Regions from separate parts of the Mus musculus genome. Here regions 1, 3, 4 and 5 are each linked to region 2. Evidence: chromatin contacts called from public HiChIP or PLAC-seq, Micro-C and promoter capture Hi-C data. All regions are on one chromosome and are shown on one strand. Each heading gives the region's core, a stretch centred on a gene start, on an enhancer-like site or on the middle of the called end of the contact. The rest is flanking DNA. Distances are from core to core; before and after follow the strand shown.

The links. Promoter capture Hi-C pulls out the DNA fragments that hold promoters and counts their contacts. Hi-C and Micro-C count contacts between places; a contact is called where the count stands out from the background. HiChIP or PLAC-seq counts read pairs in DNA pulled down with a chosen protein or histone mark.
Region 1: an H3K27ac HiChIP or PLAC-seq map of embryonic stem cells shows a contact between it and region 2, with 5 times the contacts expected there. The contact joins the enhancer-like site here to the promoter of Decr1 in region 2. A contact is called at or near these places in 3 of 39 promoter capture datasets (the 3T3-L1 cell line, cranial neural crest and hippocampal neurons) and 1 of 115 datasets of contacts at active chromatin or transcription factors (embryonic stem cells).
Region 3: a contact with region 2 is called in a promoter capture Hi-C map of liver, with 3 times the contacts expected there. The contact joins the enhancer-like site here to the promoter of Decr1 in region 2. A contact is called at or near these places in 8 of 39 promoter capture datasets (the 3T3-L1 cell line, embryonic stem cells, frontonasal cranial neural crest and 3 more).
Region 4: a contact with region 2 is called in a promoter capture Hi-C map of liver, with 5 times the contacts expected there. The contact joins the promoter of Necab1 here to the promoter of Decr1 in region 2. A contact is called at or near these places in 8 of 39 promoter capture datasets (the 3T3-L1 cell line, cranial neural crest, embryonic stem cells and 4 more) and 1 of 484 Hi-C or Micro-C datasets (liver).
Region 5: a contact with region 2 is called in a Micro-C map of the G1E-ER4 cell line. The contact joins the enhancer-like site here to the promoter of Decr1 in region 2. A contact is called at or near these places in 9 of 39 promoter capture datasets (HPC-7-derived erythroid cells, cranial neural crest, embryonic stem cells and 5 more), 5 of 484 Hi-C or Micro-C datasets (the G1E-ER4 cell line and liver), 8 of 115 datasets of contacts at active chromatin or transcription factors (embryonic forebrain, embryonic hindbrain, embryonic limb bud and 5 more) and 1 of 9 other capture datasets (embryonic stem cells).

What each region holds. Positions count from the first base shown.
Region 1 is chr4:15,248,053-15,251,210 of GRCm38.p6, forward strand. No RefSeq gene overlaps it. Among named protein-coding and RNA genes, the nearest start is that of Tmem64, 16 kb to the right of the region's middle. Within about 2 kb of position 1,524, at least 37 of the 459 cell types and tissues checked have an H3K27ac peak or open chromatin away from gene starts, as enhancers often do. A contact at or near this core is called in embryonic stem cells, where this site is marked.
Region 2 is chr4:15,943,526-15,946,913 of GRCm38.p6, forward strand. Decr1 (2,4-dienoyl CoA reductase 1, mitochondrial) reads right to left here and starts at 1,852. Exons shown (of 10, transcript NM_026172.4): 1 at 1,758-1,852. The coding sequence starts at 1,826.
Region 3 is chr4:14,991,716-14,994,748 of GRCm38.p6, forward strand. All of the region lies in intron 6 of Necab1 (N-terminal EF-hand calcium binding protein 1), which reads right to left. Among named protein-coding and RNA genes, the nearest start is that of Gm11844, 29 kb to the right of the region's middle. Within about 2 kb of position 1,421, at least 2 of the 459 cell types and tissues checked have an H3K27ac peak or open chromatin away from gene starts, as enhancers often do. A contact at or near this core is called in liver, where this site is marked.
Region 4 is chr4:15,147,332-15,150,453 of GRCm38.p6, forward strand. Necab1 (N-terminal EF-hand calcium binding protein 1) reads right to left here and starts at 1,800. Exons shown (of 13, transcript NM_178617.4): 1 at 1,487-1,800. The coding sequence starts at 1,585.
Region 5 is chr4:15,298,542-15,301,650 of GRCm38.p6, forward strand. The region is part of intron 1 of Gm29883 (a long non-coding RNA gene); the gene reads left to right. Among named protein-coding and RNA genes, the nearest start is that of Gm29883, 11 kb to the left of the region's middle. Within about 2 kb of position 1,655, at least 54 of the 459 cell types and tissues checked have an H3K27ac peak or open chromatin away from gene starts, as enhancers often do. A contact at or near this core is called in the G1E-ER4 cell line and thymic regulatory T cells, where this site is marked.

The DNA of each region.
Region 1 (3,158 bases), core at 274-2,773, 700 kb before region 2:
TGGCCACACTCAACTGAAGAGCAAGCACCTTCACCCACCATACTGGCCTATAATTGAGAGTGGGTAACAGCAACCAAAGACCAGCACACCCAGCCAACACCGATGAGTCCAGATATCAACACCAAGAAACAACTCATAACTAACTCCCTTTTCAAAAACAAAAACAAGAACTGCCAAGCCACTACTACGCCTCTTACAGAAGCCAGGAAAAGGCCATGAGAAAAACAAGCTGAAGCACAAGACAGGAGCTTCAAAGTAGCTATAAAAATAAGTTCAAGGACCTCAGCGAGGACATGAGTAATCTCAATGAAGTCTGTGAAAATACAAACAAAAAATGGAATGAAATAATGAAATCAATTCAGAACAAGAAAGTACAATTAAACAATGACATAAAATCACTAAAGAAAACCCCAAACTCAGATAAAACTTAATTGAAAGATTTAAGACATCAAACAAAAACCTCACTAACGGAGTATGAGGCATGAAAAAGGGGATCACAAGTGTTAAAGATAAAGTAGGAGAAATGGATAATTCAAAGAAAATGTTATATATATATATATCCAGGCACAAAATATCTGGGAATTCTGGGATACTATGGGGAAAAAAATGTACATACAATAAGACTAGAGGAAGGAAAAGAAACCAGGAGGTCAAAGACACAGAAAATATTTTCAAGACAATCATAAAAGAAAATTTCTCCAATCTAAAGAAAGTGATAATGTCTATCCAGGTACAAGAAGTGCTAAGTGTGGCATGACCCTGGTAGGGACAGAATGACATACTTCCTGTCCCTGGGATGGGGCCAGCAGGCATGGGCTTCCATGAATGTCAATGGCTGCTGTGGACATATGGCTTATTTTTGTAGTAATGTACATATTTTCACGCTCCCCCAAGGAATGTCCTCCCTGCTAACAATAATGATGATTACGACAGCCTGACTTCAGTACTCGAAGGTGTCTCTCTGTCTTTTGCAGAATAGTAAATGCTGGGACCTTCTGTGGAAAAGAACTCTAAAAACATGAGTTTGAAAATACATAACTTTTCAACTATGCAAAAATATAAGAATGCAATATGAATTGTATAAGGAGCTTCATGAACCTAAAGGAACAAAGACAGCTGCATTAAAAAGCCAGCTTGTCAGAAAAATACAAAGACAGGCAGATTCCTGAGTTCAAGGTCAGCCTGGGACACAGCCAGGTTAGGCCAGGGTGTGGTAGAAATGGTAATTTCAGGACTAAGTCCCACCCAGCTAATTTCACGTCAGCCTCTGAATTATTTTGAAATGTTTTAAAAAATGTCAGGCTCTCTCCCCAGAATCTAAAGGCTGGGAGTAGGATGCTAATTCATAGGATAATCAATACCGAACCTGGAATAAACAACTGAATTGATATGTAAATAAAAACCAGTCTTTTTGTGGGAGCTAGCAGAAACTGATAGCCTTTCTTTTTTTTAATCTAGAGTTGAGGTGTCTGGAAATCTCTGGAGAGTGAACACAGGTCTTAAAGAATGTTTGCTAACAGGATTTCTGGTCAGAAATCCCAAGATTTACTTAGAGAGCTGACACAGCTCCTTTGGAATGCTTCCCAGCAGTTATCTGGAGAAAGTTGTCTGAAGAGTGAACACAGCTTTTTTAGATTTTTGTTTCTTTGTTTCTTTGTTTTTTGGCTTTTTAATTTTGATTGGAAAACCCAAGAATTACTTTTAGAATTTTTCTACCAGAATTTCTGACTTGGTTGGAAGATCCAAGAATGTTTTTACAGCAGCTTTTCTGACTTTGGTCAGAAAATCCACGAGCTTTCCAGAGAGTTTTTTTTTTTTGGTAAGGCTTTACTGATAAAGACAACACTTACAATGTAAGACTCAAAAAGTGAGCCCTAGCTACCCGGAGACTCCCAACTGAGACTCAAACAGAGTTTGCTGCAAAAGCAAGAGGTTTATTGTTCCAGCATGTCGGGGTCATGCTGTGCCCAGAGGAGAGGCACCCCCTTCCCTTTCTTTCATAAGCTTTTTATATAATTATTGAGGGCAGATTATAGTAACAGCAACTAGGCACATAGTAATGATTGGTGAGCATGATGACTTTTACATTAATTGGCTGGGCAAGGAGGGGGACTCAGGGACCTTCCCTAAGGCCCAGGGGGAAGTTCCAAGTCAGGGCCTCTAAACTACATGAGCATAGAGAGTCTTTACCCCTACCTTCAGCATTCAATACTGTAAGGTTGTCTGCGTGTTACTACAGGAAAAAGCTGGTCAGCAATGTCACTCAGCTACAAACCCTGTGAATTACAACATCAACCTGCCTGCAAGGTACACTGGTTGTAATAGTGACACAAATGTTATGAGAAACCAACCACTTTCCTTCTTTTTTTTTTTCCGAGACAGGGTTTCTCTGCATAGCTCTGGCTCCAGGAACTCACTTTGTAGACCAGGCTGGCCTCGAACTCAGAAATCTGCCTGCCTCTGCCTCCTGCGTGCTGGGATTAAAGGCGTGCGCCACCACTCCTGGCAACCAACCACTTTCTAAAAATTGGATGTGAGGCCTGTTCCATGAGACAGAACTCTTTTTTGAGACTGCAAAAGTAGCCAAGAACACGAGGCTAGATAGGCAGTAGACCTAGAGGAAACACTGCTAATTTGCTAAAGGGCTACAGCAATAAAATGACTCTTAATGACATATTGTTAAAGTCTTCCCAACACAAAACGAACTGACACACTCTTGAACTCACAGAAACTGGGGCAGCATAAACAAGATATGTGCAACTTCAAGGCAGATACGGTCTAACACTGAGAGGGGAAAGTGGACACAGGGTCTCACTCCTAATGAAGAAGCTATTTGCATTTTTAGCTCCTAGAAAAATTATAATCAGTTTTAAGCAATGAAGCATGGTTGGGTAAATCAACCACAGTTCAGGGTAGGCCCTATGTCGAGTAGTTGGTCAATACAAAATGAACCCAGTATGATTTTTGTGAACTTTTAGTTTTGCTTTGTTTTGGAATTTCTTGTCTTATTGGTGTTTTGCATTTGTTTTGATTTGTGTGTGTTGGTTTTGCTTCTTATTGAGAGAGACAGAGACAGACAGACAGACAGACAGTCAGAGGTAGACAGAGAGGAGGGGGAAGGAAGGAGGAAGAGAGAACATAAAGGTGGATGGGCAAGG
Region 2 (3,388 bases), core at 602-3,101:
AACTCAGTATGTGGACCAGGATTGCTTCAAACTCACCTGACTCTGTCTCCTAACTGCTGGGATTAAAGGTACGACCCACTACACCTGACTTCTAACATTTTTTTTTAAGCAAATGAATTTGAAAATGTCAGGGTGTGATATTTTTAATTATTATTTTTTCTTTCTCAAAATGGGCTGTCCAATGGTATTAGAAGAGTGGGATTCTGGGCTTAGGCTCTGTTGCTGCAATCCTAAGAGCATCTGTAGGTCACAGAGACACTGGGAGCCTGGGAAAGGGCCGGTTCTCAGAAAAGGAATGTGGGGGTTTTGTCTGTTTGTCTTCGCCATGCTCCATTGTCTTTAAAAAGAGAAACAGTACCATCACAAACCAAGCAGTGAACGGGCCACTTTCCAGAAGATCCTCTGACTTGAAGAAGTCACCACACCTTGCTGCCTTAGCGTGTGGAGCCTCTTTCCAGCCTGTGCCCTGACCTGGTCTCTCTCCCGTGCTTCTTCTCTGCCTACCTAGGACCCCTGCTTCTCTCACACACACACCCCTGCCCCCCAGTACTCAGTTCTTTCGAACCACTCCCACATTTTTCTAAAGTGAACACCTCTGGGTCTGTCTATCAAACTCAAAGTGGGTAGAGATGGGGTATCAATTGATGGTCTGAGTTTTCTACTTGGATAAGGAAATTCTGATTTTTAGCTTAAGATTTTTAACCGAGTTAGGGGCATGGGTTGTCTTGAACTAATGCTTTTTTTTTTTTCTTCCTCTTCTCCCCTGGTTTCTTCACTTGCATGTTTCATTTCCATTGTCGACCGGGTGGGAAAATGTTGGAAAGCAAAGCAATATAAGCTAGAGAGAAACAGAAATGGATTCCACCATGAGATGCACCTCTAGAAGGTGAATGGAAATGTGGCTTAGGTTTTGACATTTTCAAATTACTTTACTTACATCATACTTGTTTATTTGAGGGAGAAGGGCCCGTGCCTACACCTGACAAAAACAAGAGTTCAATCCTGGGATCCAAGGGTAGAAGGTGAGAAGCAACTTCCACGAGGTTTTGGCTCTTCAGATATTTCCTTTTTCATGTGCCTTTGGTTTTTTTGGAAAAATAACTATAGAAAACGAAGTCATTTCTGCATGTCCCTCAAAATAAGGCACTGTGGGTGGGGGACTTGTAAAAGGGCAACAGTGCTCAGGGAAGACATCTTCAGAAACAGAACCAAGCCTAATCTTTCTCTTTCCGACCCACAGAATTGACAGCTATGCCCTTCAGGCTAGCTTTGACTAAGGGCTTGCCACTGCTAAATGTAGGTAAAAGGTCCATGGATTTCTTCCAAGGTAATCTCTGGTTTCCAGCTCCCAACAAAATTCCCTTGTTCACTTGACAGACCAGGGTTCCGCCAGCCTGCTACGTGTGCGGCATTCCCGGTTTATTTACAAATGAAAGTTCCCTTGTGGAGGATTCCTTTCTCCTCCCGACCCCCCTCATTCTCTCATCTCCCAGGGCCCTGAAATCCCTGGCTTATCAAAATTAGCTGTGTCTTTCCCTCTCCCCTCACTGCGCCCCAGGAGTGCTCTCCCCAAGTCCGGGAACCCTTGTCCCCTCACCCCTCTCATTGCACCCTCTGCTTCCCGGGACGCCTGGCATCTCTCACCTCCCTGCACCGGACCCGGCCCTGTTTTAGCTGCCTGCGCCCCGGCCCCTGGTCTCCCGCGCTGCGTGCTCAGCGTTGCGGGTGGAAGCCTGACCCACGCCGCGCTGCCTTACCCTCTGAGGACCCGGATCGCAGGGGAGGCGGGACACCCCAGCAAAGAACGCACGGCCCAGCAGCGCCATGTCTGCAGCAGGACTCAGTCCTTAATGCCAGGGTCCGCCCCGGCCCGGAAGTCTCAGTTCAGGGCGGAGGGAGGGGCCGGGCGAGGCTGTGACCCCGGACAGTCTAGCCTCGGGAGGGGGCGGCTCCCCGCCTGCTCCTTGCAGTTCTCCGCTCCCTCTCAAGGGAGAATTTTGTCCAGAGGGGAACGGGTTCGGGACCAGCCGATACAAAAGTTTCCCTAAACCATGAGACTTGCAGTTAATCCACCGAATGCCTTTCGATCGGTCGCGTTTACTCCTCCATGATGAAAAGCCGTGATCCATGGGAATTCCGTCACATACCATCAGATTAATATTTTGTACTTATATTATGGCTTCTGTAAATGCCTATTAGAAGTTTGGCTCTGACCCTCCAACCCCTTGCTTTCTTTTGTCCAAGGAACGGGTGCATACTTGAACAACAAAAGCACAATTATAGTGTAAATGACTTGGGATAACAGGGTTTGAAATGCCCAGGGCACTACAAAAGATTACAATTTTTCAGACTTGAGAAAATAATTGTTTATTTATTTATTTTTGTGTATACGAATACACTGTAGCTGTCTTCAAACACACCAGAATCGGAACCCATTACGGATGATTCACCATGTGGTTGCTGGGAATTGAACTCAGGACCTCTGAAAGAGCAGTCAGTGTTCTTAATCCTTTGGAGCCACCTCTCCAGCCCGGCTCGAAATTTAAGAAAAAAAAAAAAGTCTATCCTTATTAGGAAAAAAAAAATCCTTAAAACTATGCTTCTTGGTTTGTTTTCTTGGCGGAATGATAAAACACTCTGATCCTGACGGGACAATGGAGTAAGGTAATTGACTGGCGAAGGAACTTGCGTCCAAGCCCAAGTTCCATGGCTAGGACTCACAAGGTAGAAGAGGAGAGAACCAACCCCAGCAAGCTGTCTTCTGAGGTCTGCACAAATGCCTTTGAACACAAAATAATAAATCTATTTAAAAATTTTAAACACTTTGAAAAAACAGGATTAAGTGTTCATTTCAGCTCACAGCTCCAGGTCTGTCATGACGGGAAGTCGAGAGAGCAGGAGCTTGGAAATGTGCTCACACTGTGTTGGAAGACAGGCGGCAGCCATGAATGTAGCTGCCAGTGATCAGGCCTCTTCTCCACCTTGTACAGTCCAGGATCTCCAGCCTGGGAAACAGTCGTGTCCAAAACGAAGATGGGTCTTCCCACATCAGTTAACACAATCAAGATAACGGCCAGGCCTCAAAGGCCAGTCTGTTATATCATTCTTTCAAGTTCACAGTTAAAAACAATTCGTGCAGCTCTGCTGCTTATCAGCCTGACACCCAACCTCATTATTTTTAGGCAATAACCGTCCACCTTTGCCCCAAAAGGCTCATAACCATGTCATAACGTGAAATGTATTCAGTCTAACTTTGAAAGTCCCCATTGTCTTTAATGACTATAGCACTTTAAAATTCCAAAGACTTGGGTCATAAACAAGTTACATACTTCCAACACATAATGGTACAGAATAAGAAATCCTATTCAAAAATGGAAGACCCAGGATA
Region 3 (3,033 bases), core at 171-2,670, 950 kb before region 2:
ATTTCTAAATTAAAGTCTAGTATGGTTATGAAGGTTCTGTTTGTTTGGAAACCCTGCTCATCCCCTGCACAAGCTAAGAAAGCCCATTAGCTCTTTTTCCTCTCCAGCCCTACTGCAGGGAGTAAACTCAGGGCTAACATGTCATCTCTCCCTGCCTTCATGTTTACAGGAACCCACTCATGAATGCCTGCCCAGGGGCTCAGCTTCTGTTTATAAATCACGCTAGGCACAATCCCACCTCCTAGCTCACATGTCATCAGCTCACTCCTTTGCTCACAAACCCCTTTGCTTTAGCCCCAGCATGAGACTCCATTGACTTCTACCCATGAGATCAGTGAACTCACCTGAGAGCTACCACTCAATAAACCTGTCTTCATACTCTTGATTTGGCTAGAATTGGTGTAGTATATTGGCAGAGAAACCTATTAGCTACAAGAAACATACAGAACACCAAATAGACTGGACCAAAAACGAAAGTCCCCTTACCACATAATAATCAAACAACTAAATGTGATAAACAAAGAAAAATATTAAAATCTGATAGGGACAAAGAACAAACAGCATTATAAAGCAATTACAATAACATTTGACTTCCCAATGGAAATTCTAAAAGCCAAAAGGCCACAGGTAAGATGTTCTACAAATTGTGCAAGACTGCAGATGCCAGCTGAGACTACCGTACCCAGCAAAACTCTAATCACCATAGATGGAGAAAAGAAAGGCATTCTATGAAAAAAAAGAAAAGAAAAGAAAAGAAACCCAAATTAAGCAGTATCTACTACTCCAGCCCTACAGAAAGTGCTAGAAGGAAAATTCCAACCTAAAGAGGTTAATTATAAGAAAACACAAGGAATAAATAATCCTTGAACAGCAAATCAAAAGAAGGGCAACACACACCACAACAACAATATAAATGGAATAAACAAACACTGTTCATTAATATCTCTCAACATTAGTGGTCTCAATTTTCTAATAAAAAATACAGACTAACAGAATGGATGTGAAAACAGGATCCATCCTTCTGCTGCAACCAAGATATATATCTTAAAATCAAATATAGACATCATCTCCTGTAAAAAAATGGGAAAAGATATTCCAAGCAAATGGACCTGTGAAGCAAGCTATTATAAACTCTTGTAGCCATTTTAGTATCCGACAAAATAGACTTCAATCAAAATTAATCAGAAGAGATAGAGAAGGAAACTCCATACTCACCAAAGGAAAAATCCTCCAAGAGGACATTACAATTATTAACATCTATTCCCCAAACAGGATAGCCCTGATGTTGCTTATATTTTGATGCTAATTCTGCTTTCCCAGGAGGGGTTGAATTCATGAGTCATGAATTACTTACACAGGTGACTTCTTGTGAACCTTCCTCCCAGCTTAATTTGTAAAATAAAAGTTAGAGACAGTGATTGGGCAGTAGAAGGGAAGGTGGAGCTGAAAAGTTTGGGGGAGAAAAAGGGAAGGGAAGAGGACAGAGGAGCAGGAGGAGGTGGAAGGAAAGCAGAGCAGAAGTACATGGCCTGGAGAAACCACAAGTGATAAGGGATCTCAAAGATGGGGAATATAGTAGTGTAGTGGTAGATCTGCCCAATCTAGGCATGCAGCTTGTATTCATATTAATTGAGTTGTGTTTTCTTTACCAGGGCTTATCTGGGTTGGAGATTTACTGAAAAAAAATTGGTGCCCAGCATATTGATTAGAGCTCAACTAACCTGAGATAAAAGTTCACTGTCCTCCAACCCCCCCATATATGGCTCAGGCAGCAATCTAGGATGTAGCAGTGTGGATTGAAAGGAATTAGACATCTTATCATTTACCAGTATTGCAATATTTATTCTCTTGATTTACTATGTCTTCTCAAAAGACAGGGCCCTAGATAAAAAATTCCTTGCCTTAGAAAAGAGATTACAAGTAACACTAAAACTAAAGGTTCAGGATTTTATAGGTCACAATAAGTAGCAGAAAGAGGAGAATGAAGGTTAGAGACAGGAGCTGGAAGAGACACTAGGAAAACTAATTTGACAATTCACAGGTCAGAACAGCATGGAGATAGAGATAAAATTTGGAAGCAAAGTCTAGAGGATAATTTACTAAAGCTAGCAAATCAAACTAAGGCAGATGCTGCAATATTAGAATTACAACACAAAGAGAAGCTTAGATCATGGAAGCAGGGCTTAGAACAGAAGATACAGGAAATTATAGAGCAGCATGAACAACAGAAAGAGAAATTTAAGACTTGGCAATGTGGCCTAGAGGAAACACTAAAATTGAAGACAGAGGAAATTATAGATCAGAATAAGAGACAGAAAGTTGAAAATGAAGGTGGGAGACAGGAGCTGGAAAAGATGCTAGAACAAAGGATGCAGCAGCTCACAGAGCAGACTGAGCAGGAGAGAGAAAATAATGAGGATTGGAAGCAAGACTTGAAGAATAACCTTTTAAAATTAATCAAAATAAAATGAAGAGCAGACTATCAGAATTGCAATATAAAGAAAAAAAATCAAAATATGGAGGCAGAACCTTGAAAAAAGAATATAGGAACTGAAGGAACAGGATAATAATAAGAGATATGAAGTGTGGACACAGACCTTAAGGGAAGAATTTAAAATTTCAATTAAAGAGAATACTCAGGTAGAGACAAAAGATAACATTAGAAAAAGCTAACCAAAGTTAGAAAACAAACTTTAGTCTATCTGGTTAATATACAACAAAGACCTCTACAGTGTTATGAGGAATTTGAATTGCAAATTAAATTAGAACTGAGAAAATTTAAGGAAAGTGTCACTAATTTTGGAATGCATTCACTATTTGTAAAACAAATCTTGACTTCTTGGGCTATTAATAATAGAATAATCCTCTAAGATTGGGGAGATATAGCAAGAGCAATACTAGATACCTGCTGCAAATTTATAATGGTTCGCATGGTGGAGAGATGAGGCAAGGGAGATAGCATGACAAAATAGAGTTGGGATAGAGAGATTTCTACAGATAAAATGCTCGTTGAAGGTTGCTTTGCTGAGGTAG
Region 4 (3,122 bases), core at 550-3,049, 800 kb before region 2:
AGTTCCTGGAGGCAGGGCATGAAGAAATAATTAGAGCATAGACTGAACCATTGCAGAGATTTAAAAGAAAAAAAAAAAACCTACAACAATGTGTTGCAGTAAAAAGTGGAAATCATGTTTTCATGGGGAGAAAATGGTTGGCCCCCAAAGCCTGAATCCTGTGTTGGCACTGCATGGTGATGTGGGGAGAAGGCTGCCTGGAGGTGGGGTTGAAGCTTCGATTAAGTCTTACACAAGTTTTAATTATTGATATAAATTTCTCAGCCAATTTTTTAAAAAGTCTAGATAATTCCTTCACGACAAATCAAAGACTCCTTGCCCCTCCCCCATTATCTTCAAAATCCCTGACTGGCCATTATGATAGTTGATGTCCTCACATTTTCATTTTTCATACTCAAGTGTATTTAGCCTCTGGCCCACCTCCTTCATGCTTGGACTTTAATAAGGAGTGATGGCTTAGAGAAGGGGAGGGGCAGGGACAAACGAGGCTCCTTTGCATGCTTTGCCCATTTTCCATCATGCTAAAAAAGGAGCGGCTAGAACTGTCCCCACTGAGCAAGCCAGACACTACCTGGGGGAACAGAGTGAATTTTACATGTGAACAGCAGCTAGAAGAGCCAGAACCCAGAAGGCAAGCAACCCAGGAACAGGAAAGCCAGGAAACAAAACAAGGCAGCCGGGTGAGAAACAAACATTAGGGACAAAGCGAAGCGGAATCTAGGAGCAAATTAAATCTAAAACTGAGAGAGAAAGAGGGGGGGGGGGAGAGAGATTACAGCATAAGGAGACAAAATAGCACGGAAAGAATGGTCAGGCTAGAGATGCGAAGCAAGGAAGTCAATTCCCAAGCAAGGAATGGGACCATAGGGAAAACCATCAAAAGCTAGAAGAGAAGGTTAATGATAGTAATTACAACTTAGGCAGGGCAGGTGGTGGTGGTGGGGAGAATAATAGGGAAGGCAGCGGGCACCAAAAGAGAAAAAAAAATCATTATGATAAAAGAGACCTTGGCTTCTGTTGTAAAATAAGAAAACGAATACGTTCAAAGAAATTGTTTTTGAAGGTAGCTGGGAGTAGCTGGAGGGGCATCACAATGTCTAAGGCTTCCGTCAGCGCTCCCAGCACAAGGGAGAGAGAGTGCCTGCCAGTAAATTGGGCAGCAGGGATGAGACCGGAATCAAGTCCTACACTGCTCAATGGGAGACTCTCCATTCCGGGCAGAAGCCCTAGGTTCTGGGAAGTCGAACTTTGGGGGCTCCTTAAAGCTTATAATCAAAGCTGCAGGTCTGGGACAGCTCTTTACAAGTTGGGTGGCAGTCCTTTCTCTTGCATTTATTTGCCTAGGGTCCTCTGGGGAACAGCAGATAGGAGATAGTTTGAGTGGAGGTCTGATAGCAATGCCAGCAGCCAACCGCTGCTCCTGACCCCTCCCCTCTCACAGAGGTGATGCCTAATGCGCCCACCTAACTACTTCAGCTATACTTACGTCGAGGAAGATGGACATGCCCTTGGACAGTTGCAGGGTAGAGCTGAGCTCTTCCGAGGAGTTGTTGGAGGAAGGCGAAGTCTCCCGGGAATCCTCCATCCTCAGCGGTCCTGGCGCTGGCGGGCAGACTGGGCGGGATGCAAAGGCTCTGACCTGGTGCTGTCTCAGCTGCTGCCTCCCCGCGCCGCGCCACCAGGGTCGGATGCAAGTGGGTGTTCGCTCTGAGCGCGCGCCTCCCTCTGCTCTGCGCGGACTCTCCTCCCTCTCCCGCCTCTAGGCTTCAGCACGCTAGCTCTCGCCGCCCCCTTCCCGTGGCTGACTGCACCTCACTGGGGATCCGACTTAGCAACACTGTAACTCCCCTTGCCAGTGAGCATTCCCTGGCCTTGACAAGCCCTTAGTCACTTGCCAGAGGTAACCTTCTGGACCCTGCCCACCACACCGCACTTTACATGACAGAGCAGATCAAGCTTTGTCCTGAGCATCAGAGGGGGGTGGGGTGGGGGGGTGGGGGGGTCAGAAGCACTGAGGGAAAACCATGAGTGGGAAGAAGGAATCGAGTTTTGCCTACTCCATCCTTGATGGAAACAGAACTCTGTGCCCCCCTCACTCCTCCCCACGCCCAACCTGGTTTCTGGATTCTGTCCTGGAAGGGATAGCTAGTTCAGTTTTGGATTAAGGCACTGGGTCTGGCCATCTGCCTTAGTTGCTTTTTTATCTTGTGGTGTAGCAAATTGCTAAATCTTTAAAGCTTAGTGTTTACGAATCGGCAAAACGATCACCAGGGTGGTGCTTAGCTTATAGTTCCACTGCTTGCACACTTGGCACTATCAGGTGTAGGGAGGGAGAGGCAAGCCCGGCACAACACAGACAAAATGTAGGGAGATAACTTGCCTTGCGCCAGTCGTCCTGGCCATGAGCCTTCTTCCAACACCATGGATTCTGGCGTTTCCAACCTCCCTACCTCCCGGCTGCTCTGAATCTACTGTTTACAGAGAGTGAGTTTGCAACTCTGGCTGAACGTTGGACTGTGTGTCACTTAGAGTGTGTGTCAACTTCAAAATGTCCTAACAGATGAATGAATTGTCATTCTTCCTGCAGGCTTTCTTCGTGCCTAGACCTAGAAGATCGTACTTTCTGAGCTGGGGTGCATCAAAGGCTTTTAAGAGCTGCACCCTTCCAATGGTACATTTATTCGTACTCGGAGTTAGGAACTCACTCCCACAAAAGCAAAACAAACAAACAAACAAACAAACAAACAAACAAATTAAGGCCTGAGTTTCACTTCTGGATTCATGTTCAGTTAGCATGTGGTTGTCCCTAGCGTATTTTTCCTCTCTCAAAGCGTCTCAGGCAATCTTTATGAGCCCAGAATTAATAAGCACTTAAAGAAGAAGAGCTACAGAAATTAAGCAAAGGTCAGTGACTTCAGACCTGTAAAGTCCAGGGATAAAACGCAGAGCTTCATTAAGTCTAGAGTCACAAACATGATTAGAGAAGATATTGATTGGAGCTGTGCTTTGAGGACTATTAGTCTTGCATCTTTGTGTATTTATACCTTATTAACTTCGAGTTATCTTATCTGAACAACTAGAATAGATTCTTTCCTCTGACAATTGCTTAGCAAAAAGAAATG
Region 5 (3,109 bases), core at 405-2,904, 650 kb before region 2:
CAGCTTCTGGCTATTATAAATAAGGCTGCTATGAACATAGTGGAGCATGTGTCCTTCTTACCAGTTGGGGCATCTTCTGGATATATGCCCAGGAGAGGTATTGCTGGATCCTCCGGTAGATAGGATACTAATATCCAACATATATAAAGAACTCAAGAAGGTGGACTTCAGAAAATCAAATAACCCCATTAAAAAATGGGGCTCAGAACTGAACAAAGAATTCTCACCTGAGGAATACCGAATGGCAGAGAAGCACCTGAAAAAATGTTCAACATCCTTAATCATCAGGGAAATGCAAATCAAAACAACCCTGAGATTCCACCTCACACCAGTCAGAATGTCTAAGATCAAAAATTCAGGTGACAGCAGATGCTGGCGTGGATGTGGAGAAAGAGGAACACTCCTCCATTGTTGGTGGGAGTGCAGGCTTGTACAACCACTCTGGAAATCAGTCTGGCGGTTCCTCAGAAAATTGGACATAGTACTACCGGAGGATCCAGCAATACCTCTCCTGGGCATATATCTAGTTATTATTTTTCTTAATTTTTGTTTGTTTGTGTGAATGCTAGTGTTAAATCCTATTTTGGTAACACCATTTGACTGTTGGTTGCAGCAGTGACATGAGTTGTCTCAGAAACCTGTGCTTCTAAATGATTTACAGTTGAGTTCAGGGAGCTGTTCAAGAAGGAGCACAGCATTGGTGGGGGGCTGAGTGACGTCGCATGATTGTTTTTAATGCAATTGGGATGAAATACATGGAGTACAAAAGGATATCCTGTTTCTCATTATGAAAGAAAGGAGTTACAAACATGAAAAGGAGGAAACTTAGAGTGAACCAGTTGGTACCGGTTTAGAATTTTAATCTTATTAGTTTTTAAACATGTGCAACAGATAGATAGATAGATAGATAGATAGATAGATAGATAGATAGATAGATAGATAGATAGATAAATATATTTTGTTTAAGCTCATTGGGAGGGCCTGGGAGTAAAGATACTTCAATAGCAATAGTGTCATCTAATACGCAGATGCTGGTTTCAACATGCCATTCAACTAAAAGGAACTGGTGGTTTTCCTTGACTGGGGCAAGGAAAGACCAAGTGGAGTCTGGACCTGTTTGGTACTGATAGGAAAGAAGCATAAAAGAATGGTAAAGACCCTTCAGAAAGACACAGCAGTCAGCATCTCATCTCGGACAATTGAAGAGCAAAATGATAATCACAGCTTACTTTTCTGCAGCCACCAATCCAATACTTGAGAAACCGAGCTGTTACCACAGCTGACCAAGTAAACGTCACAAGAAATCATGTGTGGTGACCATGAATGTGCCCTGGAAACAGAGCGTGTTGTGAAGGAAGGAAATGGTTGACACATCAGTCTGTCCCCTTGAATACTGAGGTCGTTGTTTTCCCTGGATGGGCCAACCCAATGCTGAGCATGCTGAGGGAACTGCATGGAGGCTGTCCATTCCTGCTTCATTTCTTCCTTTATCAGGCAGCTCTCCTTGGAGATGCCCCAGCAGCCTCTGACACTTTCCCAGAACTCCACTGCACTCTGCTTCTTCTTCCTTTTTATAGATCTTGTGTTCTTACCCCTGCCTACTCCTTCCTGCTCTGCGCACCCCACCCCATCCTTTGCAAATGTGTGCATAACAAACCTATCATTATCTCTAATCTGCCTTGCCTTCTGCTTCTTGGAAGAAGTGATAAAACCATATATGATGCAATGAGAAGGGGGCAGGGGTAAAAAGGCATTACTTCGTGGAATTTTTACTAACAACATAGAATATGAATATTTTCATGAGGAAATACAAGGCACAAGCTGAGATAGTAATAGAAAATAAAGAGCCAGTAATCTTAAAATTGCCAAGCTTGACATTAAAAGAAAAATAGAAACCATTGCACCTCGAAGGATCCTAAAGACATATGACAGCTGAGTAGCATGACATCTAAATACAGTATGTGGCCCTAGATATAATCTTTGTCATGAAAGACACTATTAAGATGACTGGAAAATGTGAACTGGCTCTTTGTTCTAAATGATAATAACGTGCTAGTGTTTACTCTGGATTTAAAGACAGAGGAAGGACTGACAGTCTCAGGGATCTAGGATGGGTTTATCATGCTTGAAATGGCTCAGAAAACCATACCTCTCTCACTGTTGGTCCAACTTCATTGCCAATCTGAAAACCTTGTTTGCTGAAGTCAGCCTGGTTGACTGTGGAGAATGGATGGATTACAAGGAGACCAGAAATGTCTGGGAACCAGTTTGAAGGCTATCTTCAGTGTGTCTAGACAAGAGCACAAAGGCAGCAGGTATGGCAAAGAGGAATTCCAAAGTCCACAGTTCGCAGTGAGAGAACCTTTAACAAACTGGACATGGCGTACTGGAAAAGAGTGACTGAGGATGACGTCCGCTTTTGCTTCAGGCTTGAAGAACTGAGTGGGTGCTCACAATTCAGTAAGGACGGCAGGAATGAGGTGGGGAGCAGAGTGAAACAGCTCTGCTTCAGACAGGTTAGAATGAAGACGTCTGTTAGACATCCAAGAGAGGTTAGTAGGCATTGGCTATAAGAGTCAGACAGTTAGAATGAAACCTTAGAGGTATAGACGTTAAGAACCCAAACCCCGAGAGCCTTTGAATTAGATGGATCACCCGGAGGATGGAAAGAGCGCAGGTCTAGTTCTGACAACCCCCAACATTTTCACGTCAGTTAGAAGTGGGTAGTGGGAATGCAAAGAATTATCATCTGCTCCAGGCTTCTAAAGAACTGTAAACATAGGACTTGGTAGTGGAGGGGAAAGGACCAGTGCTGGGTTTGCCAGCTTCTCTGAGGTAGGTGCATAAGGCCCTCAGGCTGTGGGGGCTGACCCTTCTGTGTCCATTCCTAAATTACCTTCCTGCAAAGGTAGCTGGAACAGCAAAGATAAACTCTTAGCAGGTTCTAAATGCGCATATAAATAGGCTCAGCCTTTAAAGGAGGTTTGGGAATTAACTGTTTCTCGGGAGGCCCATTAGCAGCTTCCTGGAGTTACAAACAGGCAACCATTTGCTTTATTACATACATAAAAGGGAGAAGGAGCCAGTCTCATCTGCCAACCATCCCAGC